Regions from separate parts of the Mus musculus genome. Here regions 1 and 2 are each linked to region 3. Evidence: chromatin contacts called from public HiChIP or PLAC-seq and promoter capture Hi-C data. All regions are on one chromosome and are shown on one strand. The core of a region is the stretch at or near the end of the contact, and the rest is flanking DNA. Distances in the headings are between cores, read along the strand shown. Region 1 has its middle 55 kb from the start of Pdhx. Region 2 overlaps Gm34483 (a long non-coding RNA gene). Region 3 holds the start of Commd9 (COMM domain containing 9).

Region 1 (3,400 bases), core at 58-2,557, 1.1 Mb before region 3:
GCCTCCATCTGCCTGTAAGAACAGGTAGGGTCATGGTGTCTGTCTTTCAGGGTGTTAGGTTTGCATGACGAGTGCTTTTACCCACTGAACCCTCTCCTCAGCCCCCTTTTCTAATTTTGACATCTGAGGACTTGAACATGAGACAGCCATAAGTAGCTCTTTGCTTGCGCTCTGTCTTCTGTGGGCCGGTATCACTAGCAATAATGCCTCCATTTCCTGTAGCTACAAAGGAGGTTGGTCCCCATCCAGCTTGGACAGAGGCACTGTTTATCTGAAGCCATTTATTTCAGTTCGTGGGCAACACAAACCTAGTTGCCTCCCTCTCATGGTTTCTGTGATAGTTAATAAGCAGTGTAGAAGCTTTCCCCGTTTGATCAAAAATAATTCCTCTAGCATCTCTAGCAATTAGATTCCTGTAAGCAAATTGTCATTTATGGAAATAATCCTATTGCAGCATGAGGTCAAGGAATGATCTTGATTTGAAGGAGTGTGGATACATGGTGTGAGCCATGTGTGCATCAGCAAGACTGTCCACCACCACACTCTGTTTATAACAGGCAAATATACTGAGACAAGGAAAACAACCTAAGCATGAATTATGAGGGAAAAGCATCATTCATCTTAGTGTTTAACCATTAGTCATGGAAGTATTAATGAACAGTTACCTCTGTTAGTCAGAATGGGCTGGTTTCTTTAACTACACTTCCTACTTAGTAGCTAAAAATGAGTTTGTCCACTATTTTCTGTCACATTAAAAATGTCTGGGTGCTGCTGACCAGACTTGAATGAAACATTGCCAAGTAATTTATAAATACTGTTAAGAGTGTTCACATAATATCGAATGGAACTTTTTCTTTTTCTTTTGTTTTTTACTTATTTGCACTCTGAACCTACCTTTACCAGTAATTGTTTAAGCAAAACATAAGTTCTGGAAAAGAAGCCTTGTTTCCCTACTTTGAAAGGTAGGTGGTGCTATGAGTTAATATATTGTCATCCAAATAGAGAAACTGCATGGCTTTCGGTCTCAGCTTTCAAAGACATTCTGTTCTCATGACAAGGTTGTGTCATGATGGACGCGGGCTCCCTTCGCAAAGTGAAGAAATGAACTTATGCAGATTAAAAATTACACTTGAAACAAGTGCTATGAATGGGAAGCACTGGATTTTTAGAAGGGAGTAACAATACAGAAAGACTTTAAAATTAATCTGGCCATGATTCCAAGTGGGTTACAACAAAGGATGTGGGGCAGCAGGAAACAGCTGCAGGGTTTATACTAACTGAAGTATGACTGACTCTGGATCGCCATTACCTCAGGGCTTTTAATGAAGAAGGACAAGGAAGTGTGTCCTCCATGCCAGGCTGCTGTATGTGTGTTGTGAATGCAAGGTAGGCGTGTGCTTTCGAGACAGCGCCATAAGATGAGTGGAATTCCCTCCAGGACAGTTTCTGGAGGCTCACTATTGCCACTTGAAGAGGAGTGAGGTGCTTATATGTGATACAGCAAGTAGCATGGTTTCAGGACACATCTAAACTTGTAAATAAAAGAGTGATCGTCTCATAAAGACATTTTGAATAGTTCTGCATGGTTATTTGCCTTTCTGGCATCTGCATTGGTTTTGGAAGGAGGCAATTGGAACAAAGTAGTTTATCTTCTAAGTTATAGAACAATGAGGAGCCTCTTTAATTAAAAATAGTTTAGATAAACATATTTGGTGCCCACAGAGGCCAGAAAAGGCCATTGGATTGCCTGGAACTGGAGTTTCGGGCACTTGTGAGCAGCCATGTGAGTGCTGAGAACTGATCTTGGGACCTTTGCAAGAGCAGCTAACCACTGAACCATTTCTTAAGCACCCTTAATTGAAATTTGCTAAAGTCGTTTGCAGATGAACTTTGGAAAGTTACTGTTAGTTTGTGTCTTTGATCATATAGTTTATTTTCACAAATTAGAAGTCACTTCCCTGATTTTCCAACTCTGAGCCACCTTTTTCTTTCTGAGAAAGTGAGTATTGTCAATGCTCCTTGATTTAAACTATACCACCAAGGACATAAGTTTAAGGGAAATATAGGTTTCTGTTAAAAGTTGAGAGAACATTAGGACGATCAGTCAAGATTTTCTCATCTAAATGTATTTAAATTTTTTTCTTTATGAGATTCATAGTTATTCTTGTCACAGACAAGTAGATCTTTAAAGATTTGTCTGTTGTGGCCAAATGAGATACACATTAGTCAAGCCTTTATAAAGCATAAACTGGACACAAGGTTAAGTTTTTATGTGTATGTTACACTTAAACTTTGTATAGGGTCTCAATGTATGTAGCCCTGGTTATCCAGGAACTCCCTTTGTAGACCAGGCAGACCTCAAACTCAGATCTACCTACCTCTGCCTCCCTAGTGCTGGGATTAAAGGTGTGCACCACCACCTCTTGGCCCCACTTACTTTCTATCCGTGGCCCCTCAGTCCGCTTGGCAGAGAATACTACTTATCAGGAAGCTACAGGATAGAGCTTGGTAGATGATCACCCCTCCCAGTGCCTTAGCTTCTGCTCTGTGGGAACATCCTTTTCTAAGAATTCATTTAATCTGCATGCTTGCTCATCAGGAGGAGTATTTTCTGCCTAGTGTCAGCCTAGTTTAAAATTACTAGGCTTTTGGCAGTAAGCTTATCCTGTGTCTTAATAATTCTTATCTATGGAGGAGGGGAAAGATCCTCTGTGTGGCAACTGCTTATCTTACATCATCTCTTCAGTTCTGTGTGGGAGGTGTATCTTGCTTTATAGCAGCCCTCCTTTATAGTCTTAGATAACGTGTACAGACTCAGAGACTACATGAACTGAGCTAAGCTCTAAGAGCTGCATCTGGGATTGAGCCTATATCCATGTGGTACAAAGCTTTAACAACATTACACACAACATTCTCAGGTGGACATTGGCTGAGCTCGTTCTACTGAAGTTCTTCAGCGATGTCACTTCATGTACAGTGAGACCTATAAAAAGTTTAAGTACAACATACAAATAAAAACATGTACACTTGGCTCGTATTTTCTTTGTAGTTCCTTTCTGTGTCCTGGTTAGATTGCACATGAGGTACTGAGGGATTTTTGGTTTGTTTCCATTAAAAATACATCTGTGAAGTACTAAAATCAAGAGTCATGACTTACATATAACTCCCAGTGACAGCCTTAATAAAACTGAAGCGTAAAACATTTAAGGAGGTAGTTCTTAATCTTCCTAATGCTGCGACATTTTATTAGGTTGTGACCAACCCCCAACCATGAAGTTACTTCATTGCTATTTAATAACTTTACTCCTGCTACTGTTATGAATCATAATATAAATATCTGATATGCATGATATCTGAATTGTGATCCCCAAAGGATCTATGACCCACAGTTTGAGAACCA
Region 2 (3,267 bases), core at 187-2,686, 1.1 Mb before region 3:
GCCAAAATTATAGTCCATCTGGCACTTTACAGGTAATGTTTGGATATCACCATCCTGGAAGAGGGTAATTAGGGGGTCAGCGTTGCAGTTTCAGGTGTTTGTATTAGAGACACATCCAGAGCATGAACTTAGAGGCAAGGAGAGGAATCGAAGATCCAGCTAGAGTGCCAATACCACAGCTGAATTACAGAGTTCCAGGTATAGTTTGAGACCCAAACAGAAGAATAGTTGTATGGAATGGAAAAACATCTCATGGATCAAAGTAAGATGAAGACTCCATATGTTAGTGAGAGTCACACTCATCTTGTCATGCAGAGTCTAAGGCAATGACGGCAAGTCCAATTTCAATGATTTTCTGGTGAGCTTGAGCCAGTGGTCAGTTTCCAGAGCTCAGAGATACCCAGGTTCTCTACCAAGAGAGTGAGTTAGTATGCTCAAATGACTCACATCTTTCTGTAAAATCAGAGGCACATAGGCATATACACTCCAATTCCTATTTGATGTAGTCACTTATCACCCCATGAGACAATGTGATTAAAATATTTCCCAGGTAGGGAAATGTTACCAGATTGAACAAATAAAAAATATAAAACACCTAGTAAAAGTTAAGCTTTAGATAAACAAAGGGAAAAAAAACACTTGAAATGTTTCATTGAACGTTATTATCCAAAAAATTATTTGTTAAGTGAAGTTCAAATCCCAATGGAAGCTCTGCCTTTTGTCTCTCTGCAGTATTCCCAAGGAGATTATGAATAAATCAACAATGTTTTAACTTCTGAGGATGCAAGAAATTTCTAGACTGCTGGGACTTTTTGTTCTTTCTCTCTGCACAACACATTCCTCACCTACCCGATGTGTTTGTATACCTGCAAGTATGTGTTTGTGCAGGTGTGCAAATGTGGATGTGGTTGCACATGCGTGTATGTACCCATGCTCGGGGAGGCCAGAGATCAGCCTTAGGGGCTGTTTCTCAGTAGTCTTCTCCTTGTGTTTTGAGGCAGGATGTCTTATTGGCCTGGAGTTCACCAAACAGGTTAGGGTGGCTGGCCTACAAGCCTCAGGGACTTACCTCTCTCCACCTTCTCAGTGCTTAGATTACAAGTGTGACCCCATGGCCAACCTTTTTTGTGTCGATTTTGGGCATTTACCTCAGGCCCTCCTGTTTATGGGGTTAGCAGTTTGCCAACTGAGTTATCTCATCTTGCTTCACCTAATTTTATCTTTTGTCTCCTATTTCCATTCTCAGAGCTGTCCTACAGAGAGCCAGTTATTACCTATTGACACCTCCCAGAATTATAATATGGCATGAACTGCCACTGATTGAGGCAAGGAAAGGCTGAAAGCAGAAAGAAGAAGTTGAGCTTCTTAAAGTGACTCACAGGAAGGAAACCTGGTGAGCAGGCAGTTGGATGATTGGCCTCTGACTCACTGGAGGTTTCTTTGCTAGAGATTTGCAGCCGTCTATCACCATCACTGATACTGACGTTAGTGTGCGATCAGCAAACCACTGACTTTCCTTGGCAGCAAATAGAACTCCTTCTTGGTTAAACCTAGGCTTAGACTAAACGGCTGGGTACTTGTTGGTTCCAAACAAAGAATTAAAACTGAAATTGGGGGGGGGGGAAGGGTGGCGGCTGGGTTATAAAGCTTCTTAAACAAAAATGTACAAGACCCTGTGAAGACCATGTTCATGGGTTTGAAGCATTTATCCCCACACTCTCTTCTGTCAGCTTGGTCTTGAGTAATATTCAAGTAAAATCTGGGTCAGTTACTATGCTGTGGTTGCAGAGGATACTCCTCACCCAATGTTCAGAGGATGTGGGCTAAGGTTATCTTTAGCAATGACTTTAAGAATATAGGGCATATTTAAACCTATTAAAACCCACAAAATCAGGTCTCCCAATCCATTGGGCTTCAGAGGCCTCCACAACAGCCTTAGAGGCTGTTTGATGTCTCTGAAAAAGTTAACTTGTAGCTGTATGGACTGTGACCAGCTTACAGCCTCCAGCCTTGGCATGGAGCATATCTCTGGTTTCAAAGCTGAGCGCATCTGTGTCTCCCAGACACCCACTAGACAACGGCTGAACATGCCAGAGCATAGGCATTTCTTTAAATCATAAATTTCTTGAGTGAGTGAGCAGTCTTTTTTCTGGAATTCCCCCACTGGGCTGGCCACAACTTTGTAAGATCGCTGTGATCCGAAGTTCTAATTGATCAACTCCATTTCCTTTCCCCTGTATGTTCTAAGTTATACCCCAATGCAGTGACTAGATGTCTGTTGCCACTGGGTTCTCTTGTTGAAATTTACCTTTCAAGGTTAATCATATTAGGAGGCAGGTCTTTGGAAGGCTATTGAGTCAAGGGTGAAGTCTGAGATTAGAGACCTCTTAGTCTTTCTGTCATGCAGGGTACAGTGAAAAACTAGAGCCTGCAAGTAGCAGAGGAACCAGGCTAGCATGCCCGTATTGAAGTAGGCTTGAAGACATAATGGGCACACCAATATGGCTCCCAAGGAACTGACCACATCAGGTTATATTCTGTAAAGGGAAGGGATATCTTGAGGAGAGAGTAATAAGAAGGGTTTATGACAAATCTATTCCTTCTTTCCCTGGAAGGAATGAGAATGATAAGTGAATTAGAGGAAGAATCAAGCCTTCAAATGTCAGGCTTTGCCTTCCTCGCTCCTCGGGGTCAAGCTTTCTCTGGAGAGGGAACTGTGGAAGTATAGAAAGATATTGATAAACTCGGAACACATCCTGGAGGTGACTGAGAGCACCCAGAAGCCCCACATATATTCTGGCACAGTATCCATGGGTAATATAGTGCAGCATGGCCAGAGGGACCTTCAAAGACAACAGCATGACGTATCTCTATGTGACCATGGATCCTGGTTATGGCCCGAGAAGGTCACATGGAAATGATCAGTGGAAATGTCTGAGGCTTAGAAGTGGCAGCCCCTGAAATGAAGCACTTTGACTTCTGATGGCAGGGTATCATTAGTGTTTCCTGGGTATGAACACTACTGCATGCCAAGGGACAGTTTGGGCCAGGAGAACCTTGGGAGATATTAGCACAGAACCCAATTCTACCTCATAGAGGTTTCTACAAGGACTGTAGGTCACCATGTTGATTTCCATACCTGTAGCCATATGTCAATGCCATTCTTGCCAAGAACAGATCCTGGAAGCAAAGGATACTGGCAGATACCAATATATGCTCATCGATCATCCAAATCTATTCTTCTCTTCAATACTCTGAAAGTCTAAG
Region 3 (3,074 bases), core at 523-3,022:
ATAAAAAGGAAGCAATTGTGAATACCTATGATTTGTATGATTCTCTCTGGAGTAGTGGTCTCTCGGTCTTCCTAATGCTGCAACCCTTTAATACAGTCCCTCACGTTGTGGTGACCCCAACCATAACATTATTTTATTGCTATTTCATAGTTTATATCGTGATGTAAATATCTGCTATTCAGGAAAACTGATATGCAACCACAAAGGGGTTTCGATCTACAGCTTGAGAATTAGGCTTAGTGAGGAAAGCCAATCCACAAACATCATCTACACCAAGATTTACAAACGTTCTTGAAATGAAAACTAATGATACAAGAATGTTGAAGTGTCAAGGAATTCTGGAGGCCAACTGCAAGTGAGCTTGGCTGTAAGATGTCAACCCAGGGGTCTTACATAGATAGCTATGCCTTGGAGCTTTACTGGATCAATGTAAATACCCCAACTGTGATATTGTTCTGTAGATATCCAGGAAGTCACCATTAAGGAACATGGGACAAAAATCTCTCTGCATTATTTCCCACAACTACAGGAGATATTATAGTTAGCTTTTAATAAAGTGTATTTAAACAATAGAGCAGTGAAAATGAGCTATTGCTACAATCATGACTGGAAGCCAGATGTGAACACTGATATGAAGAAGTGTTCCATTTCTGTGGAGTTCAGAGACTGAGTAATAGTACATGGTGTCCGAAGCTATGCACTGTTGGGAAGGCAAGTGAAGTAAGTAACCAGGGAGGCACTGGGGGTACTGGTGTCTCAGTCTGTGGTCTGGTGTTGGCTACATGAGTGTGTAGTCATTAAGGGAATTACTAATGATTTCAGTATGCTATATGTTATTTTCCAAAACTTACCAAGGAAAAGAAAATGTCCCAAGACAAGCAAGCATGGAAAAGGAATGGCTTAAATCAACCACAAGGAAGAGAAAAAGCTGCTAAGGAGAACTCTTGGATCCTAGTCACAGCTCCACTATACTAAAGCCCTTCATAGCTATTTCTTCGGCACATACTGGGTGCCAGGTCTTGTTCTTGTTGGCATAGGCTTGTGAACAATGAAGTCAAAGTGCTCAGGAGTGGACTGAGCAAATGCACACTAGGAAGATGGATAACGGAAAGGGCATTATATGTGTGACTTATAATGACAGTGTCACGAGGATCATTTCTGATCTTCAACTGGATAAGAGAGAAGAAAGGAAAACAAGAAGAAACAGAAATCATGTTCCTCAGAAGAGAACACAAAGACATCCATGGTGTGTGCACACTAGTAATAAGTCCTAAGAGGGAATGCAAAGCCACCCTTCTAAGGAGTAACTCAAACTTTATGACGTCCCTAGAAGTACTAGGGTGACAAGAAGGAGAGAATTTCCCTGAGAGAGGCGTAAAGACTGGGATGAAATGGGAACTGGTGACTGTCACCCAAGTGCTCCAATCTATAAAACCACTCGTGGTCACTAATTCTTGGGTGTATTTACATCGACTATCTGATTTTTACTTCCACCTTAATATCTGGGCGTGATTAATTTTGTTGCTCCTGTTTAAAAGCTCAGAAAGGCTGAACGATTTTCTCAGGGTCACACAAAGAAGCACTGACGCGCGGCGGGTAGGGTGGGAGTGGGACAATGCTCCAAGTCAGGGCCGGTTTATTCCCAATTCTTGCTTTGCACCAAGTCCCAGACCCTAAGACGGTGGCCGCACGCGTCCCCACCCCTTCAAGATACCTTCAGTAGGCTCTGGAGCGCCACGAAATGCTCTGCTGTCAAGGCCGCCATCTTTCTGGAGTCACGTGACAGCCGGAGCAAGCGGAGCGTGCCTCGTGACCCCTCGCAGGACATGCTGGGAGTTGTAGTTCTTCACCGTGGCTGGCGGGAACGGCGTGCAAAGAACCAGGAAGTCTTCCTCCTGTATGACTAAGCTCAAAGACCAGAGGGCTGAGATACTGAGAGAACTCGGATATAGAATGATTTCCAGGGAACAACTGGCTGGACATCCTAGGTCAGGGAAACTGGTTTTGCCTTTGCCCCTCTGGGTAGGCTGGCTGATCTGGTGAATGCACCTGCAGACTTGGCAGACACCTTGGCAACTTAGATGCCCAGAAGAGATCGGCCTACTCACCATCTGGATTTAAATGAAGCTTTGCCTATTTGAATTCTTGGAATTCACACACACACACACACACACACACACACACACGCTCACATGCCTGCAGTACTCCCTAAAAACAAAACAAAACAAAAAAAACAAAAAACAAAAAACAACGCTTCAAGGCATATAGTTTCTTCTCTGTTTGTGGAGAGATAGGAGCCTTTGTAACTAGCCTTATCCAGACAGTCAAGCTAAGTCACTTAGGGTTCTTAGTAACTTTCCTGTGGTCCAAGAAGAGGTCTGGTTTGAAGGGCAGCTGATTAGGAAAGGGGTTAGAAAGGAAGAAGGCGTGTGAAGATATTGACTATCTTAGCTCTGTGCACCTCCGGCACGGTCTCTTCTGTCTGCATTCTTTCCCTTAAAACTGAGTGTTGAGGGTCATGCAGCAAGACCTGCCAACACCTTCCTCAGAGGCAGACCCTCCAGTCTTCAGAGAGTCTGAAAGTGGCAGTCGCTGGGTCAAAGGCTTAACTACAACCTTGCTATGGGTTGAGTCTGAAATCTGTTTTGCAGGTTCATCCTGTGGTCACTTGGACCCTAGCTTTGTGGGACTGCTGAATGTTAGAACCCTTAGGATCTGGGACCTTGCTAGTGAAGGTCTCTAGTGGCAGGCCTTTGGGGGTTATGCTGCTTCTGGTTCTGGCCTGATTGCATGGTGTCTTGTCTGCTGCTGTGTAAGAAGTCTTGGCTGTACATTATTGCCACCCTGCTCTGCCATGTTGGACTACAACTTCTGAAACCATGAACCAGAATAAATCTTCCTCCTCTAAGTTGTTTCCATCTAGTTCCTGTCACAGTGACACACCAGTAACCAATGCACTTGAGAAATTGAAAGCATAACAACTCAACTGAGCCATCCCAGGCTTTCTGGCTTTGAAATATTGTATAAGTCTTTAGGTGTAGCCTTTCCATGTCTTGATTCAAAGTGGCTGCAGG

Evidence for each region. Promoter capture Hi-C pulls out the DNA fragments that hold promoters and counts their contacts. HiChIP or PLAC-seq counts read pairs in DNA pulled down with a chosen protein or histone mark.
Region 1: a contact with region 3 is called in a promoter capture Hi-C map of the HPC-7 cell line, with 6 times the contacts expected there. The contact joins the enhancer-like site here to the promoter of Commd9 in region 3. A contact is called at or near these places in 16 of 39 promoter capture datasets (the 3T3-L1 cell line, 3T3-L1-derived adipocytes, the HPC-7 cell line and 9 more), 1 of 115 datasets of contacts at active chromatin or transcription factors (astrocytes) and 1 of 9 other capture datasets (macrophages).
Region 2: an H3K27ac HiChIP or PLAC-seq map of microglia shows a contact between it and region 3, with 5 times the contacts expected there. The contact joins the enhancer-like site here to the promoter of Commd9 in region 3. A contact is called at or near these places in 14 of 39 promoter capture datasets (the 3T3-L1 cell line, 3T3-L1-derived adipocytes, the C10 cell line and 8 more), 1 of 484 Hi-C or Micro-C datasets (B cells), 1 of 115 datasets of contacts at active chromatin or transcription factors (microglia) and 1 of 9 other capture datasets (macrophages).

The regions. Positions count from the first base shown.
Region 1 is chr2:103,016,883-103,020,282 of GRCm38.p6, reverse strand. No RefSeq gene overlaps it. Among named protein-coding and RNA genes, the nearest start is that of Pdhx, 55 kb to the left of the region's middle. Within about 2 kb of position 1,307, at least 39 of the 459 cell types and tissues checked have an H3K27ac peak or open chromatin away from gene starts, as enhancers often do. A contact at or near this core is called in the HPC-7 cell line, where this site is marked.
Region 2 is chr2:102,946,845-102,950,111 of GRCm38.p6, reverse strand. Gm34483 (a long non-coding RNA gene) reads right to left here. Exons shown (of 6, transcript XR_866583.2): 2 at 3,140-3,262. Among named protein-coding and RNA genes, the nearest start is that of Gm34483, 7.4 kb to the right of the region's middle. Within about 2 kb of position 1,436, at least 124 of the 459 cell types and tissues checked have an H3K27ac peak or open chromatin away from gene starts, as enhancers often do. A contact at or near this core is called in B cells, the HPC-7 cell line and microglia, where this site is marked.
Region 3 is chr2:101,884,960-101,888,033 of GRCm38.p6, reverse strand. Commd9 (COMM domain containing 9) reads right to left here and starts at 1,772. Exons shown (of 6, transcript NM_029635.3): 1 at 1,715-1,772. The coding sequence starts at 1,765.